Regions from separate parts of the Mus musculus genome. Here all the other regions are linked to region 7. Evidence: chromatin contacts called from public Hi-C, HiChIP or PLAC-seq and promoter capture Hi-C data. All regions are on one chromosome and are shown on one strand. Each heading gives the region's core, a stretch centred on a gene start, on an enhancer-like site or on the middle of the called end of the contact. The rest is flanking DNA. Distances are from core to core; before and after follow the strand shown.

The links. Promoter capture Hi-C pulls out the DNA fragments that hold promoters and counts their contacts. Hi-C and Micro-C count contacts between places; a contact is called where the count stands out from the background. HiChIP or PLAC-seq counts read pairs in DNA pulled down with a chosen protein or histone mark.
Region 1: a promoter capture Hi-C map of second pharyngeal arch cranial neural crest shows a contact between it and region 7, with 5 times the contacts expected there. The contact joins the enhancer-like site here to the promoter of Arid5b in region 7. A contact is called at or near these places in 13 of 39 promoter capture datasets (the 3T3-L1 cell line, 3T3-L1-derived adipocytes, the HPC-7 cell line and 8 more), 1 of 484 Hi-C or Micro-C datasets (cerebral cortex) and 5 of 115 datasets of contacts at active chromatin or transcription factors (the NIH/3T3 cell line, bone marrow-derived macrophages, embryonic limb bud and 2 more).
Region 2: a BATF HiChIP or PLAC-seq map of CD8 T cells shows a contact between it and region 7, with 7 read pairs. The contact joins the enhancer-like site here to the promoter of Arid5b in region 7. A contact is called at or near these places in 3 of 39 promoter capture datasets (hippocampal neurons, liver and pre-B cells), 2 of 484 Hi-C or Micro-C datasets (CD4 T cells and cortical neurons) and 4 of 115 datasets of contacts at active chromatin or transcription factors (CD8 T cells, bone marrow-derived macrophages, craniofacial prominence and 1 more).
Region 3: a FOXA1 HiChIP or PLAC-seq map of pancreatic cancer cells shows a contact between it and region 7. The contact joins the promoter of 4930543I11Rik here to the promoter of Arid5b in region 7. A contact is called at or near these places in 1 of 39 promoter capture datasets (liver) and 2 of 115 datasets of contacts at active chromatin or transcription factors (bone marrow-derived macrophages and pancreatic cancer cells).
Region 4: an H3K4me3 HiChIP or PLAC-seq map of bone marrow-derived macrophages shows a contact between it and region 7, with 4 times the contacts expected there. The contact joins the enhancer-like site here to the promoter of Arid5b in region 7. A contact is called at or near these places in 1 of 39 promoter capture datasets (the C10 cell line), 2 of 484 Hi-C or Micro-C datasets (CD4 T cells and natural killer cells) and 6 of 115 datasets of contacts at active chromatin or transcription factors (bone marrow-derived macrophages, fibro-adipogenic progenitors, forebrain and 3 more).
Region 5: a contact with region 7 is called in an H3K4me3 HiChIP or PLAC-seq map of bone marrow-derived macrophages, with 3 times the contacts expected there. The contact joins the promoter of Tmem26 here to the promoter of Arid5b in region 7. A contact is called at or near these places in 1 of 39 promoter capture datasets (liver) and 8 of 115 datasets of contacts at active chromatin or transcription factors (bone marrow-derived dendritic cells, bone marrow-derived macrophages, craniofacial prominence and 5 more).
Region 6: a contact with region 7 is called in a Hi-C map of the C2C12 cell line, with 2.6 times the contacts expected there. The contact joins the enhancer-like site here to the promoter of Arid5b in region 7. A contact is called at or near these places in 6 of 39 promoter capture datasets (the 3T3-L1 cell line, 3T3-L1-derived adipocytes, hippocampal neurons and 2 more), 2 of 484 Hi-C or Micro-C datasets (the C2C12 cell line and embryonic fibroblasts) and 3 of 115 datasets of contacts at active chromatin or transcription factors (bone marrow-derived macrophages, embryonic limb bud and large pre-B cells).

What each region holds. Positions count from the first base shown.
Region 1 is chr10:68,758,282-68,761,806 of GRCm38.p6, reverse strand. The region is part of intron 4 of Tmem26 (transmembrane protein 26); the gene reads right to left. Among named protein-coding and RNA genes, the nearest start is that of Tmem26, 36 kb to the right of the region's middle. Within about 2 kb of position 2,271, at least 12 of the 459 cell types and tissues checked have an H3K27ac peak or open chromatin away from gene starts, as enhancers often do. A contact at or near this core is called in pre-B cells and second pharyngeal arch cranial neural crest, where this site is marked.
Region 2 is chr10:68,672,497-68,676,021 of GRCm38.p6, reverse strand. No RefSeq gene overlaps it. Among named protein-coding and RNA genes, the nearest start is that of Tmem26, 49 kb to the left of the region's middle. Within about 2 kb of position 2,186, at least 60 of the 459 cell types and tissues checked have an H3K27ac peak or open chromatin away from gene starts, as enhancers often do. A contact at or near this core is called in CD8 T cells and craniofacial prominence, where this site is marked.
Region 3 is chr10:67,783,628-67,787,305 of GRCm38.p6, reverse strand. It overlaps 4930543I11Rik (a long non-coding RNA gene), which reads right to left and starts at 1,563. Exons shown (of 3, transcript XR_380531.4): 1 at 444-1,563.
Region 4 is chr10:67,963,700-67,967,663 of GRCm38.p6, reverse strand. The region is part of intron 2 of 4930521O17Rik (RIKEN cDNA 4930521O17 gene); the gene reads left to right. Among named protein-coding and RNA genes, the nearest start is that of 4930521O17Rik, 8.0 kb to the left of the region's middle. Within about 2 kb of position 2,178, at least 67 of the 459 cell types and tissues checked have an H3K27ac peak or open chromatin away from gene starts, as enhancers often do. A contact at or near this core is called in bone marrow-derived macrophages and stem cell-derived neural progenitor cells, where this site is marked.
Region 5 is chr10:68,721,195-68,724,998 of GRCm38.p6, reverse strand. Tmem26 (transmembrane protein 26) reads right to left here and starts at 1,253. Exons shown (of 6, transcript NM_177794.3): 1 at 909-1,253. The coding sequence starts at 1,099.
Region 6 is chr10:68,704,303-68,707,789 of GRCm38.p6, reverse strand. No RefSeq gene overlaps it. Among named protein-coding and RNA genes, the nearest start is that of Tmem26, 18 kb to the left of the region's middle. Within about 2 kb of position 2,144, at least 39 of the 459 cell types and tissues checked have an H3K27ac peak or open chromatin away from gene starts, as enhancers often do. A contact at or near this core is called in the C2C12 cell line, where this site is marked.
Region 7 is chr10:68,277,265-68,281,198 of GRCm38.p6, reverse strand. Arid5b (AT rich interactive domain 5B (MRF1-like)) reads left to right here and starts at 2,473. Exons shown (of 10, transcript NM_023598.2): 1 at 2,473-2,509; 2 at 3,015-3,269. The coding sequence starts at 2,489.

The DNA of each region.
Region 1 (3,525 bases), core at 1,022-3,521, 480 kb before region 7:
CTCTGGAAATCAGTCTGGCTGTTCCTCAGAAAACTGGACATAGTACTATCAGAGATTCCAACAATACCTCTCCTGGGCATATATCCAGCAGATATTCCAACTGGTAAGAAGGACACATTCTTCACTATGTTCATAGAAGCCCTATTTATAATAGCCAGAAGCTGGAAAGAAACCAGATGCCCCTCAACAGAGGAATGGATACAGAAAATGTGGTACATTCACACAATGGTATACTACTCAGCTATTAAAAAGAATGAATTTATGAAATTCCTAGGCAAATGGATGGACCTGGAGGGCATCATCCTGAGTGAGGTAACCCAATCACAAAAGAACTCGCACAATATCTACTCACTGATAAGTGGATATTAGCCCAGAAATTAAAATGCACAAGATATAAGATACAATTTGCTAAATGCATGAAACTCAAGAAGAACGAAGTCCAAAGTGTGGACACTTGGCCCCTTCTTAGAATTGGGAACAAAACACCCATGGAAGGAGTTACAGAGACAAAGTTTGGAGCTGAGAAAAAAAGATGGACCATCTAGAAACTGCCATATCCGGGGACCCATCCCATAATCAGCTTCCAAACGCTGACACCATTGTATACACTAATAAGATTTTGCCTAAGTGACCCAGATATGGCTGTCACTTGTGAGACTATGCCAGGGACTGGCAAACGCAGAAGTGGATCCTCACAGTCAGCTATTGGATGGATGGCAGGGCCCCCATAGAGGAGCTGGGGAAAGTACTCAAGGAGCTGAAGGGATCTGCAATCCTATAGGTGGAACAACAATATGAACTAACCAATTACCCGCCCCCCCTGAGCTCGTGTCTCTAGCTGCATATGAATCAGAAGATGGCCTAGTCGGCCATCAGTGGAAAGAGAGGCCCATTGGACTTGCAAACTTTATATGCCTCAGTACAGACCAAGCCTTGGCTAGGACCAAGAAGTGGGAGTAGGTGGGTGGGGGAGTGGGTGGGGGGACTTTTGGGATAGCATTGAAAATGTAATTGAAATAAATACCCAATTAAAAAATGGAAAAAAAAGAACCACTTTTGTCAAAAACAAAACAAAACAAAAAGAACAACAACAACAAAAAAACAAATATGCATGGAAGCAAAACATCCATGCACATAAAAATAAATTAAAAAAATATAAAATAAGTCACTCTTTGATTATCTTAACTATTTTTTTAAAATGGAGAGTTTTTTTTTAGTATAAAAGAGACAGTGCACAAATAGGATTCATGCACTTTTAAAAGTGTAACAAACACATTGAGACAATAAAGAAGAGAAAGAGAAGAGAAAGCACAAAGGTTTCAAGGGGAAAAAAAGAGTTCACGAGATTGAGCCCAGGAAAAACATACGAAAGGCCTTTTCTGCATTGTCAAATATTCTGAAATATAGTAATGGTGCTGAAACAGACTTTTTCTTTTTAATAAACAATCTGTGTTCAGAAATCCTATAGAGGGTGTTCCCAGAGGTGATGAACTATTTCTCCCGAATATGCTCAATTTAGACTCATGAACATTTTGACAGAGAAGCCACGGCCAATAGAAAGGTCAACAGATACCTCCCCCCCTTCACAAATATGGGTTATATTAGACACGCTGTCAAAGATCACCATCCATGCTGTGCAAATTAACCAGCGACAAGCAACAAATCCAGCATCATTGACTCTCCTTAATGTAGCACAGTTGCAGGTAAGAGCAATGTCTAGGGCGTGCATGCTCCCGGCTCAGCTGCCGTCGGGAGAGGGAGAGAGACATTGTGTAGGATAAAGTTAAAGGGGCAAGAAAAATTTCTTCCAGATGATTGCAGCTGGTGGGAAGAATCAATGCAATATGCTGCAACAAAAGGTGGGAGAGGTTTTAAACCCTAGGAAAGAAAGCACTGGAGGACCCCCAGGGAGGGGGGGGGGGCGCAGCTGATTGATGAGGAGGTGGGGCTAGGGGCGGGGCAGCTGATTAAAATGGATGGGGATTTCTGTTTATTAATTGAGTTTTAAAGTGAGGCCCGGGTGTTCCCACAAACACTGCAAGATTGGAGCCCCTTCATCCTCTATGATGTTGTCCGCTCATTAGGTTCTTTAATACATCTGGAAGACAGGGATCTTATGTCTGTAAGAGCTGAGAGGAGATTACAACTCAACAGGAGCGGGAAGTGAAGAACCATTTCAGATTTCCTGTAAGAAATGCTCTGAGAGAGAAAGCCAAGGCTGACTGTAATTTGAATATAAACTGTCAGCCTTCCCCCACCTCCCACCACTGATTCCTGCTGTAGGACCCTGTGTTTGAACACTTGGTCTCTAGTTTGGGGCCCAGCTGGTGGCGCTGTTGGAGAGCTTATGGAAAATTTAGGAGGTGGAATCTAGCTAGAGGAAGTATATCGCTGGGAATGGGGTTTGGGGTTTTTTATAGCCCGACTTCTCTTCTATCTCATTTCCTGTCTGCCAGGCCAGCTTCCTGTCCCTGCAGCCATTCCTTCCCCAGTCGTTTTCTGTACCCCAATAAAACATGTTAAGGCCATCTTGATCAATCGGAGATTGGGTTTTCAAAGTGAGAGGTTCCTTGAGACTGGAAGGAGCTGAATGAGTTTAGAATGCAATTTGAAAAGGCTAGGCATGTTGGTACATACCTTTAACCTCAACGTTAAAGATGCAGAGGCAGGTGGGTCTCCATGAGTTCAACACCAGCCTAATCTATATAGTGAGTTACAGAATCTCCAAAGCTGCACAGAGACCCTGTCTCCAAGAAATAAGAAAGGAAGGGAGGAAGGGAGGAAGGGAGGGAGGGAGGGAGGGAGGGAGAGAGAGAGAGAGAGAGAGAGAGAGAGAGAGAGAGAGAGAGAGAGAGAGAGCGAGCAAGCTCACATTTAGAATGTAGTGGTCCAAGGGGCCTCTCTTCGGTATTGCAAACCTTATATGCCCCAATACAGGGGAATGCCAGGGCCAAGAAGCGGGAGTGGGTGGGTAGGGGAGCAGGGTGGAGGGAGGGTATAGGGAACATTCCGGATAGCATTTGAAATGTATATAAAGAAAATATCTAATAAAAAATAAATTAAAAAAAAAAAGAATGTAGTGGTCCAGAGACATGATGGGTTTGTTTAGAAATGAAAGTGAAACTTTAAAACCAACTTTAAAACTTTTAAACCAATTCATGTAAGTGATGAATAGACTTCAAATCTATTACAGACCTTCTAAAAAGACATGGTAAATTCTCCTGTGCACTCAGCTGACTAAGAAAGTAGAGGCATGTGCAGAGAGGGCCCAACTGGGTCTTGTTTAAATGAAGGTTCTCTGAGCACAGGTGTGCATCTGAATACATCCCACATCTTCAGTAGGTGTGGCTGTAAGTGTTTAAAGTTCCATATCCATTTCTGCTCTAGTTACAAATTGCAAACTACTTCATTGTATTGGAATTGTGCAAGATTCAAGGTAAAAGTGACACTGAAAATCAAATAGATACATTAATAAAATAAATAAGACAAATAATATAAAAATGAACAACAATAATATTATTTACA
Region 2 (3,525 bases), core at 937-3,436, 400 kb before region 7:
GACAAGGAAGATTTCGTATAGTCTAGGCTGGACTCGAGCATTCTATGTGGAGGAGAGTGGTGTTCCATTTTTGATCTTTGCTCTTCCACTTCCCAAGTGCTGGTTGGCAGGTATGTACCACCATGTCCAGTTTTTATAGGGCTGGACATCAAACCCAGGGTTTCATGCATGCTAAGCAAGCACTCTGAATTTAACTAGATCTCCAGCCGTTATCAATAATTTTAGGCCAGTGTTGGTATCCTTTGGTCCAACACGCAAACAAATGACAGTGTTTTTAAATTAAATTGTGTGTAGATCTAGACACACATTGGGTGAGCCTTTTCTCCGTAGTGCTCAGCCATCTATGTGCCTGTCTTTCACTTTTGGTGGATTGTTACCCATGAGCAGTTTGGAGTATCTCGAATTGGCAATTTTGAAAACCTGAGTCACTAAATTATTTAAACAATCCCAATAATGACATGAAGCTATAACAAAGTATATCAATCAACACACCATCAAATTTTGTCAGAGAAGAACCTTTAAGCTACATGAGGTGACACATGTCTATAATCTCAGTACTTGACAGGCTGGTGAATTCGAGGTCAGCCTGGACCAAATCACCAGCCTGGACCACATGGTCAGACCCTGTCTCAGAAACAAACACAGCAAAACCAGAAAAACCTTTAAGGATTCAGATGCTAAACTTGAAAACCCAAATGTCCTCATGGAGAACAAAAACTATCACTTGCCTCCTCTGAATGAGATGCATTTGCTCACCTTGAAGACCATATTTAAATACCCAGGTCAGGATAATCAGCCTGTGTCCTATTGCCTCAAGCAAGAAAACTGTTCTGTGGAAAAGAAAGCTACCGAGCAATCAACAGTTTTGACTTGGATATTTTTTGTTTGGTGTTGGTTGTTGAGGTTAAAAAAAAAATCGTTTGTGATTCGACTTCTGTAAACTCGTCTCTCCTGCTGCAAACTCCCGAGTGCTGGGATCAGAGCTCTAAACTCATTTTCTTTTTTCTTTTTCTTTTTTTTTCCTTTCATAGCCTTCTAGTTTAGTCTAGCCTAGTCTAGTCTATTCCATTCAACCCCATGTCTTTGCATCCCTAAGTGTGAGGGCACATTATACATGGATGCCTTCCCTAGCGTATGATTTCATGGCCCTCCATTGCTTCACGCCCAGGTTTGCATGCATACACTCACACAGAAAAAAAAATACAAATTCTATAAATATTAATTTTTTTTAAAATGTCTGTGTATGTATCTGTGTGGGTTTTGGTGCAGGAGTGTGGTTGCTTTGAACCACTTATTTTTATGGCTGTGACACAGCGTCTGTCTAAAGCAACTTAAGCAGGGAAGGACTTCTTTTGGCTCACTGTTTGAAGGGATACAGACCATCACCATGGGAAGCCATGCTGACAGGAGAATGAAGCAGCTAGTCACGTTACATCTCCAGGGAAACAGAGAGAGATAAATGTGGGTGTTCAGCTCATGGTTCCCTCTTTATTCAGACTAGGACCAGGGATAATGAGATGGCGTGACACACATTTAGATGGGACCTACCTCTCTGAAAAATGCCCTCACAGGATAATACAGAGGTAGGGCTTCTGGTTGATTTTAAGTCCAGGTATTTTAACAGCGAAGATTAACTATTATAAGCTGTATCTTTCATCTTCACGTCCCCAGATGAAATATTTTGCTGTGCATTCTTGAATGTTAATTAAAGCTAACAATAGCAGAAACTAAGATCTCCAGCCACTGACCTTCTCATTATCATTACTAATTACACCACAAAGACACTGCCTTCCTTCATCTATAAATGAGGATAGCTGAGGCTGTAGAGATGGATCAGTAGCTAAGAGGACTTGTCACCTTTCAAAGGATCAGAACTCAGTTCCCAGCAACTGCAAGGTAGCTCACAACCATCCCTCATGGGCTCTGCAGGGTCACTGTGCACAGACATGTGCTGGACACATAAAATAAAAACAAGCCTTTCAGACTAACGCTGCAACCCTTGCCTAATGCACACCATAAGCTAAGGAAAATATGGACTTTCCTGACCACAGAGTCGTACAAAGCTGACATGGCAAAAGAACTAGAGGGCAGAATGGAGTTTCCAGATAAGGATATGGTAAGATTGCTCTAGGTTATTGGGGTGAGCCTAATCGAATCAAGTGAGCCATTGAGAAGAGAGGAGAGCTAAAGGTTCAACACGTAAAAGGACTTGATCTTTGATGTCTAGCTTTACAGAGAGAGAGAGGAGCTGGTTAGTCATCAGAGGCAGGTAGCCTGTACTTATTGAGAAAAACATCTACGTAATACCCAGGAAGGAAGCAGAAACCACAGTCCTACGGAATGGGGCTCTGAGAACCGTGTAAAAAGGCTCAGAGTTGAACCCAGCCCTAGAGCCTCCTGCAAGCAATTACACCATGTACAGCTTTGATTTCAGCAGCTGAGATAGATCTGAGAGCCTGCTGAGCTGAGCTGGGCCCAGAACTGTAACATGGAAGATAGCTACAGTTTTTAAACTACCGAGGTTTTGGGTTTTTTTTTTTTATTTTTAGTAATTAGCCTAGGAAGATGAATACATATGCAATGTAGCACTTATAAATGAAAAATGTCAGGTAAATATGCGCTCCCATCATTTGATACTGTGATCTAATGGAGACTTTGTGTCATAGAATGTACTGAGCTAATGTCGCATCTATTATAAGAATGATAAGGCTGACAGGGGAAGGAAGCAAGGCTTAGCTCATGAATTTAGTTTGCTTTTCAAATGCTTAACGTTCAGGCTGTCTCCAGGTCCATGGAGATTTGGCCTCCCTGAATACAGAAAGGTTTGATTAAAGCTCAAGTCCTCCTAAAAGCTTTTAATAGCTTTTCTTTAAAAAAAAATCCCAACCCTCTTTTTTGTAACATTCTTCTAAATGTAAGAAAGCACAAAGATAGTAAAGAAACAAAGGAGATAAAATTGAATCAGAGGCCCCCCTAGCTTCTCCATTATTCAAAGCACTCAGTGAGTTATAAATGATTTAAGGATGATCCAGCCAGGATTCTTTGCGTAAATAGTTTTCATCTTCCTGATTACTAAGCAGGAGAGAGAAGAGTCTGTGTTCCCATTAACAAAGGCTTTGAATTGTCTTTTGCCAAAAACCATGAGAACGTATTTCTTCCTGTGTAGTCTATTTTTTAATATGGAGGCAAATCAAGAGAACAATTTACAACTTTATCACTACTTTTATTGGACAGTTATGTGATGCCAGCAAGTGGCCAAGCATTCTACAGAATACAGAAACAGGACCCCAAGTACACAAACCAGGATGTAAGTGAAGCCGGTCAGCATAAGATACCACGAGGTTCAAAGCCAAGCCTTAGTGTTTGCTCATAATGGCACTGAGCATGAGGGGAGTCTAGACCCATAATGAGCCTCATAAACATTCATCGATTGTGCTAGGCTGAAATTTGACTCCTCCAGTGAAGAGAACATGCGTAAGTAGATGGGCGAGCCAGCCGTAACCCAACACTCACACCAGCTCGGGA
Region 3 (3,678 bases), core at 314-2,813, 490 kb after region 7:
CTTGACATTGTGACCAGTGTGGTATGGTGTAATAACTTTTAAAACATGCAAAATAACAGTATACATTCTATGGGATTATTTATGGCTTCATACCCCAGGTTAAAATGGGGGCTCTCTTCCTATCAAGCTTCTAAATTGAAAATGTGTCTTTTACATGAAAAAGCAGAAGTCATAGCTTAATGATGTAGTGTTTCTCTTCCTTCGGGAAGTGGGAAAATTGTGGGCCTACCCATTATTAAGTTAGGGGCTATCTTTACATAAAATATGTAGAGTGGGCATGGCACACTGTAAACGCTGTACAGTAATGCAAACTAAAGGCACAGAGAGAATCAAGAGTGATGGGGGCATTGAAGTGGGGGGAGGAGCTTGAAGAAAATCCTTGTCACATTGAAAGTCAGTTCTAAGAGCACCCCGTTCATTAAGCCTTTCTTCTTGGAACCAACCTGCCTTCTGTTTTTGCTCGTCCTCTTCCTGTTAAACTTCTGTCCACTGTCAGAAACCAAACCACTCATATTTGGGTCAGGAAGAGTTGTGTCCTAATTCCTAGGAGTTTTAATGCTAAAAGTGCAAGGGGGGGGGGTGCAAGCAGAAGCAATATGAATTCTGTGGAGTGAGTTATAATCTGGTTCTATTTCCTAAAGTAGGAAAAAAAGATGATTTAACACAAAAAGCATTGCACACTCAAAAGGTAGAAGCCATGTCGAGAATTCCTATGGAGTCAACAGTGATCTTCTCACTGGGTCTACAGCACTTGGTGACCCACTGTCCTCTGTATGAAGAAAAATCTGGTGTCACTTTCTTAATGCCAATAGAACCACTCGCACTTGGAGTTTCCTCTAGTTCCACCATTGCCCCCATCTCTTATAGCTGCTATACTCAAGGCAGAACGAGCCATTGGGAAGCAAGTTGGACAGAAGATATGCCACACAGCTGCCCTTCATGACTTGGCAGATGTGAGAAGATAAACGAGTTTATCTTCTAGTGTCTGCCTGGATCGCTCTCTAATTCTGTTGATAGGTACCTCTGCCTCATAGCTCTGTGCTGTTCAGAAACACTCTACTCCCTGCTCTTTACTGGAATCTTAAGCTTCCCTGTTAGATTTTAGTTGGCAGGATCTTCACCAAGTGGCTAACCGATAGCCAGGTCATAAGGATTCTTTGCTCACAAGTAGACTCGCCATCCTGGGAGTGGATTCGTTAGCATGACAGTGGGTTTGTTACGAACCAGGCTTAGTTCTCCTCCTCTCTTAGGTGTGTCCTCTCATGATGTATTGTATCCTGCAATGTTTTAAAAAGCAGAAGGACCTAGCTTGAAGGGACACTTCAGTCGTGTATGTCTCGGACTCCTGGAGCTCTGAGCCAAGTGCTGTTCTCTTTATGTTAAGTAACCAAGTCTCAAGTGCTCTCTTGCAGCAATGCCAAACAGATAAGCTGGGTTAAAGCTAACTGCTTTGTCATTTTCTCTTCACCTTAGACGGGAAAGTTAGGTCAAAGGTTTGGGTCCAGTGATGCAAGGCCAGTCTGTGACTGTTGACTTTATAACCCAAGCAGATGACTCAGAATTTGGAGTTTGGAGCTTGGAGTACTTCCAGTGGGTACGATTCCATGGTGTTCCTAAGTAACAGTCAGAGCAACCTGTGACTAAGAGAGTTACTATGCAGCACACTGTCAAGTAGTCCCATTAAATGGGGTAGAAGCCAGAATTCCATGATTAAGAAGGACTAATGGAGGCTGGCAGGATGGCCCAGTGGGTAAAGACACTTGATGTCAACACTAATGAGTTCACTTCTCAAAGACTCACAAGATGGGAGGAGAAAACTGACCTCTGAGTTCCACTTGCCCACTTCCTTACACACACCTTCAATGATTAAATAAACGTGCAGTAAAATGACTTCATTCCTGTGTCTATGGAATTCTAATGGGGAGATGATTGTTGCTTAAGAAAAAGAGGAGCGATCAGAGCAACAGTTAACAGGATATTGGTCTGAGAAAAAGGAGGCCATGGAAACATCATTTCTCACCATTTCACCTGTCTTAATTGCTCTCCTCTCCTGATCAGGATTACACCTACCATCCTTTGGCCTTAGTCAGCCCTGCATCACCTGTAAAACAATGCAAATTTAGTGTCTTCAGCTCTGGGGCACAGAAATCCAAAACAGGTCATAGCATGCTCAAATGAAGGTACTGGGGGTGCAGGAAGGTACTGTGTCTTTCTTCATGTTGGAAGAAATGCCTGTTTCTCATCTCTCCCAGCTTATAGAGGTTTAAGTATAGCTTGGACAATGGTATATATTTCCAAAACAATGTAGCCTCCAGATCTCTGACTGTGAGTCTGTAGTATTGCCTCTTACACTGGCTCTCGCCCTCCTTTTTCCTTCTGAAAAGAGCCCTGTGATTATCTTGAACTTACTTGGATAACCCAGAACACCTTACACTTTGCCATTAATAACACCCTCCAAAGTCCTTTTGCATTAAACATGCACAGGTTTCAGCATGAGGGCGTCCTCGGGGGCAGGGCTCCCACCATTTTGCTTACCGTAGTATTCCTGAAGGTTCACATAAACTACAACACCCCCAATCTGTATTTTCATCTGTGATATGATGATACTGGAGTCTCTCAAGGTATCTTCATGAAATTATGATGATGGAATGTATTCTTAATGTATGACCTGAGGTTTTAAGTGTTTGCAAAATGATACTTTAAGGAATTCGAGGGATGGAGATGGAGCTTGGCGGTAGAGTGCTCTCTGTCTTGAAAGAGCCTGGGCAAGGTCTTGAACTTCATACCCAGAACCTCATTTTCCACAAGACACCTTGAGGCTGAAGGCAACAGATGGATCACTCTTAGGTGAAACAGACAACACTGATTTATTTAGTCTACTTCTGACTTTTCTTCTCCCTCTGTGTGTGTGTAGAGAGGTGTGTGTCTGTTGCTTGTGTATGTGTACCTGTTCATGTGTGTGCACATGTGGTGTAGACATGTAGTGTCCAGGGATGAATACTGGATGTCTTTTTCCACAGTTCTCCATCTTGATTCTTTAGGACAGGGTCTGCCACTGTACCTGGAGCTCATCAATTTGGTGAAATGATCTGATCAGAAAGCTCCAGGAGTGTTCCTGTACCCTTGTCACAGTTAGGTTGATAAATGCAGCCATCTTGCCCCACATATTTTTACATGGGTCTTGGGGGTCTGAACTCAGGGCCTTATACTGAGGCAGAAAACACTTTACCAACTGACTATTTGGGACATTTCTTACCAAAGCACCAAGGAAGGAAGAAGATGAAGAGAGCCAAACAATATTAAAGGAGGAAAGTGCCCAACATCACACATACACATCACCCTTCAATTGTGATTTGATCCTCATGGACACTGAGCCCTGAGCGTACATCCTCGGTAGCCAGAGAGCTTGTCATGTTTGTGCCTGAAAGGATTGTGAAAAGTCCTGTTGGTGGACAGCTCAAGGGAACAGTTCTCCCGAGTGCCTGAAGCCATGCGTTCTATCTCGAGGGAGGTTTTCTTATCAGCAAGTCCATCCTGTTACCATCAGCTTGCTAGTGAGGACCTGGGTTAGATGCTTCCCTGCAAGTGCCATCAGCATGGGCCAAAAGACAGCTACAGATATGGATTTGCACAGCCACAAACAGGAAGTGCACACCAGCTGGATCAGGAAGGGGTCCA
Region 4 (3,964 bases), core at 929-3,428, 310 kb after region 7:
CCAGCCTTCACTAACCATTTTGAAATCGCTAAGTCATTTTGATGACTAATTTCTGACTTTATATGTATGTATATAGTATTTTTAGTTTATATATTGTATTATTTATTATATAATGTATAATAATATAATAAATACATTAAATAAATATATATTTTATTTATGTAAATCTCTTCATGAATGTTCTGTGCCTGTCATCCTGGTATCTGTAGTTATTAAGGACGTTAATCTGACGTTACTTCCACTGGCATTTACGTACGATGATTGTTCCTTTGTTTTTGTTTGTTTGTTTGTATGTTGACTATTGATTGTGTGTTCTGATACACTTTTACTGGAAGCCACAAGGCTCTCTGTGCCAGTGGACAGTTGGCTAAGATGTTTAGCTTGATATAAAAATGTCAAGCATGTGGCCAGGAGAGACAGTTTAGTGTTAAGAGTATGTGCTGTTCTTGCAGAGAATTAGAGTCCTGTTCCCGGCAACCATGTCAAGTGGCTGATTGGTCTTGAATTCTTAACATTCTGTGCTCATGTCAAAATACACACACACACACACACACACACACACACACTCACACAAACACTGTCTCTCTCCCTTTTTCATACACACACACACACACACACACACACACTCACACACACACACACTCGCACAAACACTGTCTCTCTCCCTTTTTCATACACACACACACACACTCACACAAACACTGTCTCTCTCCCTTTTTCATACACACACACACACACACATACACACTCTCTCTCTCTCTCTCTCTCTCACACACACACACACACACACACACACACACATACACACACACACACAGAAGAACACATATCCATTTGGGGCAAAACAGAAAGGAAGCCTTTTCCAGATGGTAGAATTGAGAATTATGAAGAATGATGGACTACAGAGTCCCCTTTCAAGGAAAATTCCTCTCCCCACTGGGGACAGAAGACCTCTGAAACATTTACTCTATGAGAGTTCACAGCTCCAGCCCAGATTTCTCCTTTCTAGAAGGGAACAGAGCCTAAGCTGATCCATAAACACATCTCCATTGCGTACTGGACTCGTGGGCAGATGGTTTTTCTTGCTTAGCTCATAGGTTTTGAGTTCAGAACACATGTAGACAGGAAGCACAAATCCTTACAAGGTAGGAGCTACGGCATGTCACTCAAGATCCTGAATGTGAGCTTCCGATTCTCCCTCCACAGAACCGGGTTTGCTCCTGCAGTTTGCAACAGCCCATAGGAGCTAGAGTACAGTGAGCATTTCCTGTCTGTTTTATAAGTAGCAACATTTAAAAAGGATTCCAGTTTGTTCTGCTTCCTCAGAGGGTTCCCTTTTTGGACGCAGATGTCCCGTGAGATTTTTGCTGATGAACCGTGCACAGAAGAGGCCGAGGAAACAGCTGGAAGAGCAGGGAGGGCTGTGTAACTCTTTGTTGCAGTTTTCCTTTGTCTTTGTCCCAATGACAGGCAAGTGTCCAGAATGTGAATCAGTGTGCTATCCCAGGTTTCAGAATGGGAGAACTCAAGAGTTATCTTGAGCTGCACATATGGGGACACATTCTTTGTTTTGAGCTCCTGGGTCTGAGGGCTTTTAATGTTACAACATGACCTGCTTCATCTCAGGGGATGCGAGGTTTGTTTCTGTGAGCAAATACTTTGACAAAAAGCAACTTACAGGAGAAAGGGTTCATTTTAGCATCCAAGGCAGCTAGCCAAGTCACATCCCAGGGGAAGAGCAGAGAAACAAATGCATGGGTACTTACTGCTCAGCTTGCGTCTTCACTTAAATAATTCAGGACCCAAGACTGGGGAATGGTGCCCTCCACTTTTAGGCAGAGCCTTCCTGCATCAATGAAGTAATCAAGACAGACACCCTCCCCCTCACACACCCCCAGACATGCCCACAGGCTATCCTGATCTACACAATCCCCAGACTCACTTCCCATGGGACTCTAGTTGTGTCAAATTAACAATGGAAACTAATAGTCAGAAGTAACCAATGGAGGAGAGAGGGTTTCAGTATGGTGTTAGCCCAGCTATCTAATATCCATTTGATGGGTCATTTCACACCTCTGAGCTCCAGGTAATTAATGTATAAAGTAGAACTAAGAGTTCTCCCTTCTGCTCCCCAGACTTGTTGGGGGTGCCCCGTCTAGGTGCAGGTGTTTGAGAAATGTAAAGCCTGCGCAAATACTTGTCTAGAGTGCCACTTGAAACACAGAGCTGATGTACTCTTTGTTTTAGAGCCAGCCTCAAGAAGAAAACACCAGAGAAGCTACACAAACTGGAGATCTAAGTGAGATAACTGCAGAATGAAAAGCTTGAAAACCTCCACATGAAGTGGAGCTGTTACCATCCAAAACATCTCAATGACCACCTGTCCCCTCTCTTCCGAAGATGCCTAAAGCTTTTGAATTTCTATTACAAGTCAACCGTTTGACCGATTAAAATAAAAAAAAAACCGAAGGCGATTTTAGAAAAATAAGTTTGTTTTAAGGTTGAAAAGGATTAGCTTTTATTGCGACTGCAAAGTGAACACTGAGCTGGCTTCTGACCACAGTTGCTACAATCTTGGTACAGCACTTTGTTTTCCAGCTCCATGTGCCTTTTTAAGCCAGTCTATCAGTGGGACCTTCTCATTGGAAAGAGCAAAGCAGAAGAGCAAAGCTGAAAGGTGCCTTTCCTGGTACTTTCTGGTAAATATAAAATTGGGAGAATGTGCCACCACCTTGTTTAAGAATGGGGGAGGCTGGTTAGCAGGCTCTGCGTTGGTGACAAAGAACATAAACCCATTACTTCAGCTGTCAGCGAGAGGGAACACTGGGCCTTGTGACACTGTTGGTTTGGGCTTTGCATTTGCTGTGGTATGAATGTCCAAACAGGTCCGGCAGGGCCCCATAGTAATGGTAGGAAGTACTTGCTGTGTTGATAGGTACCACAGTAAGGCTAACAGTGGGTGATGAGTAATTACACACCAGACCCAGTGCACCCCCTGTTATTAAACACGTGGAATAGATCACCCATCTCCGTCCTTCCTAGTTCGCATTCAGAAGTGTAAAAGATTCAAAATATGGTTTGAGCTCTATATAAACTTCACTGGCCAGTTGTGTTCAAATGACTATTAAGTAATTTTCTCTCAAACTTAGAGTCTGTATTTATTTTTAAATTTCTTAAAGTTGTACTTTTTTTATATAGCAGTACAGTTTAATATTACATATTAAACACCGTGATAGAATAATTAGTATTGTTTTAAACAGAAAGATAAAAAGAATTTTCCAGGTTGCAAAATCCCTTCCACCAGCACAAATTTCCCCTTCTTAGTGGGTCAGTGTGACAGATGCACTCAGCAGCTAGTCATGCCTAATGCCTATTGTCGCGATGGTCAATGGACTTAAAAAGAGAGCCACACTTTCAAAATCACTGCCTCAAAGGGATCCGAATCTTTTGAATTGCAAAATGGTTCTTGCCACTTCGATACCCAGAAAGCTGGATTCGCTCGCTCATCCACCACGGGAGGGAATAGGGTTGGGGGCTCAGAACACACAACTGAGAGTAGGAAAAACATAGCTTTATCTCCTCTTGGAGCTACTGACTGAGCTGTGAGTAAGCTTCACTCTGCAGTTATGGCTCCGTTAGCAGTTGAAGCGATGTTATACCGCTAAATGAAAACTTGTCTCTCAGCAGCTCACTTTTCTAATTCCTTCCTACCAATTTACTCCATCTCATACATGGCAATTTCATTTCTTCAAGCTCTCTCTACATACAGGAAGGTGACCACTTGTTTCTTATAACATTCACCAAAAGAAAATTTCCAGTCGAAATAAGTATCCCAAAAGCGAAAGAGCATCTAATATCAGCATGGGACTTTTCGTCACCTGTAGTCCTGATTCTGACCTTTGGAATGGATGTTTCTGCAAGCTGGAGAACATGGTCATCAGATATGGCCTTTTATTGCTTCATG
Region 5 (3,804 bases), core at 4-2,503, 450 kb before region 7:
ACTGTTGTTGAAGGGGGCTTCTCTGTTCCTGAACATAACAGCTAATGCAACAGCAAAGGGGGGGGTGGTTAGCGCGAGGCATAACTTTGCCCTGGATGGTAAGAGTGGGCATCAGTGGGTACTCTTTGCAAATGGCCAGGCAACCTTTGTGTTAGCCTTTCCACTTGCATTGGGTCTATAGAGGGAATTACAGCCGCCAGAGGAACCCAGAGAGTTTCCATGCTGAGGTTAAGACAAAACCCGCTACCTGCTGGTCCCTCCCCCAGTGTCTGTAGCACAAACCATGCCTGGTTCCCGAAGTAGGCTGCCAAGCTCCCAAGCCACCAAACCCAGACACCTGAAACTGGCTCCACACTGGAAGAGCTGGGGACGTTTGGGGTTGGAAGAAATTGGAAGTGGCTAAAACCTCAGGCGCAGCGAGGGGTATGGAGAGCGGAAGAGACTAAAAACCAAAGGTGCTGATGGTGGGGGGAGGGGCGGCACTGTGCGGCAGAGGCTTCAGGAGCGCTCAGCTCTTCATGGATCTCTGTTGCCCCACAAGGCATCCCGGTTCTTGCACGGACATCCATGACAGGCCCCTGGCTCGCACTCTAACTTAAGAAAGCAGGACACCCAGCAATCAGCTCCACTCCTCTAGCGTAGATGGTTTTAACTGATTAGCCAATTAAGTCCATCCGTCCGGGCTCCATCCTTCCCAGTGCTGCGCTGGGACCCAAGGTACCACTGGCATGCCTAAAAGATGCATCGGTATCCCATGTGCCGACCAAACTCCACGGAGAACCAAAGGGTGCCCAAATACCAGCAAGGAAACCACAAACACCCGAGACAAGGTTTTGGTTCCTCCTGCTAAGACCGTGATGAACAATGCCCGGGACCCTGTGCGCCCTCCCTTCCCAGGGCACTCTCACCATTTGTAGCCTCGTCCGCGCTTGAACTTGAGGGTGAGCACTGTCTCCAGGACCAGCAAGAGGTTGAGCAGGGCCAGCAGCCAGTAACGGTGCTCTTCCTTCACCCAGGTCACTCTCCAGACGGCGACCAGGGAATGCAACAGGAACAGCAGCCGGGTGACCAGGGCCTTGAGCAAGACCAGCCCCTCCATTCTGCCCTTGCGCTCTGCCAGACCGGCGCCTGCGCCCTACCGACCCCGTGGGCAGCACCCTGTGTCCACCTCAGCCCAGGAGTGGGACACCCCTGGGACTGTGATTGCCAGCCCGAGTTCTTGCTCACACTCCCGCGCAAGTCTCCAGTAGGACAGGAGAGCGCCGCTTGCCCCGCCCCTCCAACTTCCAGAGAACTCTTCAAAGACAGAATCCAAAGCCAGCTTCTCCTGGCTGCTGGGCTCTGCAGGCAACTGGGACTGCACCGCCCAGGCTCTCTCGGGGTTATTCTGCAGCACAGCCTATCCTCCTGCGGATGCTGGGGCCCAGCCTTCATTCCTGCCCTCTTTCCCACCCCCAGGACCCCAGGGAGTTCATAAGAATGCCCTCCACCCCACTCCAAGAAGGTAGAGGTGAGCTGATGGCCAAGGTGCGAAAGAGCTTTTTCTATCAGCCCTCACTTTTCTATTTTTTCTTTTTCCCCCCATCTAGATCATTCCCACATTCAGAGGAGCACAACAGGCCCTCGCGATGATTCGAAGCTGGGACTCAGGAGAACCAAAAGAATCTGCTGTCCAAGCAGTTTTAAAACTGACGTGGTGTTTTTTCTTTTCTTTTGTTTTTTTGGGGGTTTTCTAACCACCCCACCACCACCCCCCAACCCCCAGTTTGAAGAATTGAAACTTCCCCGGAACCACGGGTCAACTGACAGCCTGGCCTTCTCAACATCTCATTCAGAGCATGGGTAACTCTAGTGTACTTATTCTTAGCTGGTGGCTCCTGGTCCCCCCACCCCCACACTGGGAGGTGGAGGCAGGGGGATCGCTGTGAATTCAATGCCAGTCTGGGCTACTGTGCAAAACCATAACTCTTAAAAAAAAATTAAAGGAGGTTTGCAGCTTTAGCTTAGTCTTAGAGCTCTTATCCAGCATGGGGGAGGGGCGAGAGAGCTTGTGGGGAGGAGGAGGAAAAGGGGAGGTGATCCATATGAGTAGGTGAGGTACAGCTTTGGAGTTGAGAACTCTTTAGATGAAGACTTGTGACTTAGTTTTCCATCATCAGAGCCAAAGAAAGAACTGAAGTCAGGACTTCAAAGCCCCATGTGTTATTTTTGATTCTTTGTTTTCTGTCCTCCAGGCTTCTTGTTTTTATTTTATTATTATTATTATTATTATTATTATTATTGTTGTTATTAATTTTGCAGATTTTAAAAATTGGATTCAATATCTCAGTGAAATATATGTAGAAAAGCTATGTTTGTAAATTGAGAGGTTATATAGCTAGGAGAGACTATTATAAAAATCGTGAAGTGAACTAAGTTATTGAAATCTTGCCAGGTTTACCTAGGGTCTTCAAAGCTCTGTGCTGCTAATTCACTCTTTGTTTGGTTACAAAGAGCGTTTAGAAAGCTATAGTCCTAGCACTGTGAAGCAGGAGTACTCTCTTGTCCATACAAGTAACTGAAAGAAAAGTCTACAGGGAATGTTATCAGAGATCCATAGAAAGCATCCATAGGGTCATAGGTAGAGAACATAGACATTACAGCCAGGAATATGGAAGGCACTGCTCTTTAGTGTTCAAGACAAGGAAAATCAGCAAGGGAAGAGAGAGCCACAACACTCCTAAGACCTATCAAAGCCTTCAGCAAAAACCAAGCTAATCCCCCTAGAGCCAAATAAGTTAGATTTACTATGGTTTCCTGGAGAAAGACACTCCGTGGAAACTAGACTGGATTGGTAAGAGTGTTAGAAAAGTTTTTAAATGTCAGGAATGACTGATTAGAATGCATCTGGGCTTGATTTAGGTGGTCTTAGTGGTTTTAGGGCTCAGAGATCATGGGGCATCAGATTGGGTGCTCTCGAAAGGGGATTGGCTGTCTCACTGAGCCTAGCTTGGATAGGGCAGTGCTTGGTCATTTGTAGCTTGAATAATAATGTTTTAACTATGCTCACACCTGAGGGTAAAGTGACACTCCTTGTATCCTGATCTACAAGGACACAGAATTTGTCTTCCCTGGTGTGAGGTTTTCTTTGTTCAAGAGGGGGATGTCAAGGCGTGGCTGAAAGAGAAACATCAGTCTCTCCCTGACAGGAACTTCTCTGCCCTCCATGCATGGCAAGGACTCTCCAGAAAGGGCATAAAACAAGGGACACTCAGTATCTCCTAAACATTTTTCTTGGTTCAACTTGGCAGGATCTGAAAGACAAATTTTGTCATTAAAGACACTTTAAAAATTCTCTTTCCTTTCTTCTAACCTCAATTTAAATAGGGAAGAGGCTTTGAGAAATATCTGGGGATCTTCAATAATTGTTTTTAAATGTATAAAAACACTAAGCAATTTAGAATGTCATACAGCTTGACAAAGAGTCTCAGTGTCAATAAGCAGTCCTTTTGGTATCAGCTGGGGTTATCCACAAAATGCAACAGCCACCTCCCATTGGCTTCCCTGTAGCCTTCAGCAGAACCCTCTTCCTTTCTGAATGCAAAGTGAATGCCTTTCTTTCTCAAACTTCCTTTTAAAATACTGTGATTTGGGTTTCAAGGTAGAGCCTTTCCCCAGCTCAAGTAAGAATGGTAACTGCTGGGAGGGAATGCCTGTTCTAAAGTAGTGGTAGACTCCCTGGGAACCGAGAACAGCAGCATCCATCCTCTCAGAGTTGCAAGGTCTTGAATCACTGCCCAGCAACTCCGACCTTGTTGGCCTCCA
Region 6 (3,487 bases), core at 895-3,394, 430 kb before region 7:
GTGAGCCCAGTCGAGTTTCTGAATCATATGGCTCAAGGCTTGGATGGAGTTCATTGAGCAAGAGCCATGTCTGAGATCTATGGCATCTTTAGATCTATCATTATGTCTAACATGCTGGTTATATTTATAAAACAGAGCTGTAACAACATCTGGAACCTTTACATAAGAAATTAAGGTTGACTTGCATGCCAGATCGATTTATATTCCTTGATAAGATGGCAAAGCAAAGATTTATTTTACTTTGCACTCTCATAAGTAAGATTATTATTCATACTTCATTTTTGCAAATTGGTGGTAACCCAACTGCAGTCAAATCAAGAGCTCACATGCCAAGTTTTGGTCTGAACAAGTTTTGTATCCAATACACACTTGGCCACAAAAAAAAAAATGAGGAGATAGAATAATAGAAAAGAAAATGTTTTGCTTAGTCTGAGGTTTAAAATACATATGAATAGGGTCCTTGTGGGGTATGGCTAGTTAGTATCTGCTAACCCCTGATGTATTTTACTGTCTATTTGTGATTTTCTCCTCATGTTTAATATCAACAGCTGTTCAGTAACATAGTGAACCACATGGAACAAAATTTATAGATATCAAAGACAAAGCCAGAAAATTACTCTATTCTTGGCACTATTCCTTCCTGGGAAAGCACTACATATTTTCTTTCTGTTGATGCTGTGTTTAATAAAGTTATGTGATTGGTTAGATTTAGGTTGAGCCTAGTGTGTTTTGTTTTCTTTCTTTATGACTCAGTGACAAAAAGAAACACAAAACCTTCTGCTGGCTTTAATCACACAATTCTTTTTTTCTGTGTAATTTGAACAAAAGAAAAAATAGTTGAGAAAATATTCTCAGAAGGATTCTTGCTCGGAGTGGTAGGTGGAAGGTGAGAAAGGATTGAGAGGAAAGTAGACTAATTCAGCATATTTTCTACTCTTGACATTTTTTTTTATTTGATGCTGCTCTTCCTTGCAATTCACTCTTTTCTGAAGTGTTCATCCCCATGGTCTAGAGTTCTATACAGGAAAAAGAAAAAAAGAACTGCCCATCATTCTGACCATTAGGGCTTACCATACTGAAAGACATGCTGAAAACATCTTAGGAAAGCTAATTGAGATGAAACTGTGCTCCCATTGTTAACAGCAATGATTCATACTCCATATGTTCAACTCCACCAACATCTCTGTGTTACATGGGACAATCACCATCTAGATGTGACCTTTATAGAAGAGGCTAGCCCATAGGATCAGTCATTTGGAGATTACCATGATGCATGTGCCTCCTCTGGTCCTCTGGTGCCTTATGGAAACATTGGTCATGGAAGAATTCTAGAACCTTCGCTAGAAGAGTGAATCTTTGCTGAATTTCCCAAGTCAGCCAGGACAGTGAATGAGAAGGAAGAGTGGCCTTAGCTGCCTGGAAGTTTCCCAAAGGTGTCTACCTCCAAAAGATGTTTCCTAAGTTTTGGAAACTTATAAACATTTTTTAAAGTTTATTTATTTTTAATGTATGAGTGTTGGCCTTCATGTATGTATGTGCATTCAGTACTTGCTGAGGCCAGATGAAGTCACCGGGTTTCGTGGAACTGGAATTACAGATGACTATGAGCCAGCGTGTGGGTGCTGGAAACCCAACCCCGTTTTCTGCAAGAACAGCAAGTGCTGTTAGCTGCTGAGGTGTACCTCCAGTGCCAGGTGTAGAAACATTTAATTCAAGATAAACCCATCTTAACAAAGTCATGTGTACACCATGCAGCATTCCTAGCAAACTCTGTTACACAACAGACTCATACTTTTAAGGAACTTTGACATGTGCTATCATGAGATCTGAAGAGATGCTGTGAGATGAAAGGGGATATATTTCATTCCCGTTTTACAGAGGGAGGAATCTAGATGTCACAGCTGACAAATGATTCCTTCTAGGCCATGTGGCCTGTGCATCAGAAAGTTCAGAAGACTCTTTTCTTCGTCTTTTGAATATTGTGTAATCACTCAAGCTTCTGATTCACACAAGGAGTCATAAAACTAGAAATGATGGCTGAGATTTTTCTGATTTCTAAATTTTGCAACAACAGGATGACAACCATGACTAAGTAGGCAAGAGTCACAATGCACATGAACAAGTAAGGAGGAGTAGACCGCTGGCTTTGGAGATTCACATCTGCATGAGTCAGAGTTCCCAAGAGAAACTGAATCAACCACAATCCACTTTCCACATCTAGATCCAGTTTGACACTGAGAAGGACTGAGAGGGATCCATAGAAACAAGAAATAACTGTGAGTCTCAGTTCTTTGACCTCCAGAACAGAAAGACGTTCTCCTTCAAAAAGACAGACAGACAGGAGGAATCTCTTCTTCTCTTGGAGGAAAACTCAGCATCTTCCATTCACATCTTTGATTTGCTGCATGAGAACTTCACACACTGTGGTCCAGCGCTAATCTCATCCAAATTCAGACTTGCAGAGATATGCAGAACAATGGTTGGATTCTTGGGTATCCTGGGGCCCACCCAAATTGACCACAGACACAACTCTTATAATTTTTCTCTTCTGAACTTACCTACCATCCCCATCATACACCTACAGTAATCATATATAATCAGCAAGTGAGAAAAAGAAAAACACCATGCTCCTATACCAGACTACATCTATCCTATGTATAATTAAAAATTAGGTCTTTCCTCGGAAGATGATGTAAAGTATTTTGCTTCTCTCCTGACATCTCATCAGAATGTAATGCCCTGAATTGAGTCCATCACTCTATATTCATATATGAAAGCCTCAGACCCGACCGTATCTGAAGACAGGGGCATTTGCAGGTCACCGAGAACAGATGGATGTATAGAGGTAAAGCCTTAGCCCAGGAAGACTGGCTTTCTTAAAGAAAAAGGCAGTGCGAAGTAGAGGGGGAAATGCCCACATGGAAACATATCCAGAGGTAGCCTTTTAAATCCGGGGGCACAAGGGTCACTAGGATATAATCTGCTGGGACTTCGTCTTGGAATGTCAGGCCTCTAGAGCTGAGAGAGAATGAATGTCTACTGGTTATGTTACAAAGTCTAATTTGGCCTCCTGATCCTAGATGAAAGCTTAAAATATTTGTTATGATCTCAGAGGACAAATGTTAGTTTTAAAGCATCAGTCCAATGGTGGGTATGTGCTCATTATTTTGATTTCTCTCTTCAATTCACATGCTGGACCTAGATCTTAAGTGAAGCTCTTCTTTAAAAAAAATCAACCAGACAACATATTTTCCTGATGTTTAGAGAGTTGGATCATAAATTCCTCAATGTCTTGGGCAAGATTCCATATTATGGTTTCAAAACAGTATGTTGGTGTCACCAGTCATAGGGAGGGAGGCTGAAAAAAAGAATAAACAAACAATTTTGAGTACTGTGGTGATTAATATAATTATCAAGTTTGTGCAATCCAGAAACATTTGGAACGCAGGTCACTTGGCATGAAAGTGATGAATTGTCTTGATTAGGT
Region 7 (3,934 bases), core at 1,224-3,723:
TGATCTCAAAGAAAAATCTTGTCAAAATACAGCAACTCAAGTTTTTTTAATATATCATCTTTTGAATTGAATGTATATATTTACACTAACAGGACAGAGGCTACCAGAAGCCCGAGGCAGCTCATGAATATTTTTTTTAAATATGTAAAATGCCCTTCAGTCAAATCCATTCATATGTTAAAAATGAACAAAATGGGTTATTCTAATCAAACGTCTGCAGCGTGCACCATAAAGTTAAAAAGAGAGGGCGAAAGGGCTGTAATTTCTCTCTCTAACCCATGTTTATGAAATGGTAAGATCAGATGAAATTTCAAGGAAGATAATTAAGGAGTGATGTGCAGGTCATAATTTGGCTAATGCAAAAGATGGAAGACTGTAAATTGGTACACTGTCCTCCCCCACGGTGCAGAGTTGGAATATTACTTTAAATTATTAAAATAGCTTTTCGACAGCTTCCAGAATACGGGCTTTTTGGCATGGGCTTTTATTACTTATTGTAATTGGAGGATCTGCCATTTTCTTTCGTTTATCTCTGTGTATATAGAAACAAGATACATCTTGCCTTTTTTATGACTTCTCCATGTTCTGAATCAAAAAAATGTGTTTTAGATAATGTTAAGCGCCCTAATTCTTACTGCAGCGGAGGCAGACGTTATGGAAAAAAAGCGTCAAAACACACACAGAGGGTCCTTCCACCGCCAGATCACCGAAGATGAGGCGTTTGTGCTCTGCTGGGTGTATTAACTTCAGCCATGTGAATATAATTTTCATTAAAGTAATCCTGTCTCAACTCGATGCTGCGGGTAGAGGTGAAACGTTGCGAAAGCGTTAAAAATAGCTTGCTAGTAATTTCAACATCCTGTAATTTTATCGCGGATCGAGTTTCAACTGTCGTACTATACAAACCTTATCCCCCATATAGTACATGTTTACTTTTTTAGCCTGCCAGACCCACTCTGGAAAGATTGGTGCCAATATAATAAAATCGCTGGGGGGTTGGGGAGGGGTGCTGGAAAGAGTGGGAGGAGAGCCGGGAAGGGGTGGAGGAAGCGAGTACACCATTTTACATCAATGCTGCGAAAATGCAAGCGAGCCAGGCGGAGGACCGGCAGCTGGGTCGCAGCGAGCGAGGGTTTTGCAGTCCCTGCCTGTTCCTTGTTCTGTGGCTCTTAAGTTTCTCTGTTTGCATAATAGCCGTGCATGCAAACCGCGCAATGCTCCAGGGCTCCAGAACAATAAATATACACATTTAAAACCTTTATTGTCTTACGTTGTGTTAACCACCCCCCACCTCCGTTTCCAACAGCTTAATTTCTGATGGTATTTAACTAGTTTGCAAATGGATTATTTTTTTCAGTTTCAAACTATTACCGAGAAAGCTCCCCCTCCCTTTTGGGAGGAGGGGGGCACGGGAAGGATTGGGGGTGGGGTAGAAGTCGGTATATTATTCCTGTAGCGCCGGGTTATATAAACACATTATCATTTGAGAGAGCCCTTGGCGTCCATCAGCATTGTAAACACGTACGAGTGTATATACTTCAAAATTAAAGAATGCACACGCAGAACCCAGAGCCCGAATTCATATTCCGAGCAGACTCGCGGCTCGCATGTATTGATTTATCATGCATGGTTTATTGTTCCTCTCCCTAAATGTAGTTGCTGTCCGTTCAATATTGTTGCAAAATCACGAGACGTGTGTGTACTGCTCACTTGTCTTTCTGCTCTTCTTCTTCCTTTTTTTCCCCCCTGCTGAGTATTTTTTTTTTGCGAAGCGAACAAATGCATTAATATTTATATGTTTATATAATCGATAACCCACTTTTCCCTTCCGTGTAAATAGGCATCAGAAGATAATTTAACAGATTAGTTCTCTCAAACATGGCAGTGAGGAAACGTAATTTAACTATCAAACAAATCTACATGTCTAATAACAGCAAATCTGCTAAGGAGCATTAGAAAGAGGAGCGGCGCCCCGGAATCTCTGCAGGAAATGTTCTTTATATTAGACATATACAAGCAGGTCCTGTCAGATGCACAACGCAGCTCGAGAGACTTGGTCTGCTCCAAAAATCTCAACCGACGTTACCCACAGACACGAGGAACTGAGAAGAGAAAGATACCCTCATTACTTGGTTTTAGGATGGGTTTCAATTTTTTTTTACATCTTCCTGTCTGCTTTTTGCCTTGATCCATTCTCTTCCCGCCGAGGTCGGACTTAGCCCTTCTCCCTATTTCGAATTTGATCAACCCATCTTTGGCAGCAAACCCACATCTTTTTTACAGGAGATGAAAATTGAGTCTTCGAGGAAATATTAGGATATATTTTCAATCATTTTGGTGCTGAGGGGGAGGCTAGAGCTTAGTTTTATATTGAGACATCACGCCGGCTGCAAGCAGAGAATGCTTTCCCCTGCCAGGACCTGATGCAATCCATTCAAGCCAACAAGTTTGGAGAGAATGTTGAGTTCAATCAATTCAGAACGTCGAGATGGAGCCCAACTCACTCCAGGTATTTCGCTCTCCTCCGCTCCTGCGGTCCCGGCGCCCCCCGGCACCCCCCAGCCCCCCAGCTCACCCACCCCCTCACACCCCCTCACACCCCCCACAAACTTTTTACCAAACTTTTACCCTCTGCATCCCCCCAAAATCATTTTTATTGTTTTTTTTAAAAATCCCTGCGCTGATCATACCTACATAATGTAATTTTATCGCCTCATATGGGGAACTGGGGAGGGGTGGTGGGGACCCGGAGGGCTTTTTTTTTCTTTTCTTTTCTTTCTTTCTTTCTTTTCTTTTCTTTTTCTTTCTTTCTTTTTTTTTTTTTAAGGGAGGCAGAAAATTAGTGGGTTTTGTAATATTTTTTCACCCAGCGTTCTATCTGTGGGCCGGTCTGTATTGAGAGTCTTGTGTGTTAATGTGCCTGGGAATAGATATTTGTGCTTGATGGCTACATTATTTACGTGGTGCTTTTTTTTTTCTCTCTCTCTCTCTCCCTCTCTCTCCCCCTCCTGCAGTGGGTCGGCTCACCGTGTGGCTTGCACGGACCTTATATTTTTTATAAGGCTTTTCAATTCCACCTTGAAGGCAAACCAAGAATCTTGTCCCTTGGCGACTTTTTCTTTGTAAGATGTACGCCAAAGGATCCGATTTGCATAGCGGAGCTCCAGCTGTTGTGGGAAGAAAGGACCAGCCGGCAACTTTTATCCAGCTCGAAACTTTATTTCCTCCCCGAAGACACTCCCCAGGGCAGAAATAGCGACCATGGCGAGGTGGTAAACCTATCTCTCCCTCTCTTCCTTCTTTATTATCTACCCCCCCCCTCCAGTAATGCGTATTATAAGGCAAGCTTGAAAATACTGTATTCAGTTCTGCGGTGAGCAGGATCCGCTCGTTTTTTAAAGGGGTAGCGCCACTAACTGGGGCTGGAGTATTTTACCATTGTCAGAGTTTGGCTGTCAGCTTTACAAAGACCGTCCAACTGCTGATTTTAGTCAAGATCAAATAACTTGTCAAGAAGGGTTTTGTTCCAGGGTGTGTGTGTGTGTGTGTGTGTGTGTGTGTGTGTGTGTGTGTGTGTTCGTTTAGCTACCTCTTCTTGAAGATTAATATCTCATGCTTTAATATACATATTTTAATGTACATATTTTTTGCTTTTTAATTTTTTTAATTTTTTTACTTCATGCCTGGCTCCTGGGCTGGGTAGCTTTCTTTTAGTGGGTTTTGATATTGTTCACGTTTTTTTTTTTTCTTTTAAGTATTTGATATGTTTAAGAGGGCGGAAATTACGAAACGGAGGCAGAATGAGATCAAAAGCAATTGAGTTGGCAAAGGCGTGTTGACTGAAGTGATAAATGACAGGTACTGGGATAATACATTCAAATAACTTGCGCATCTGCCCGGGCGGATTTCAAAGCGGTCGTGTAACCGGCACAAA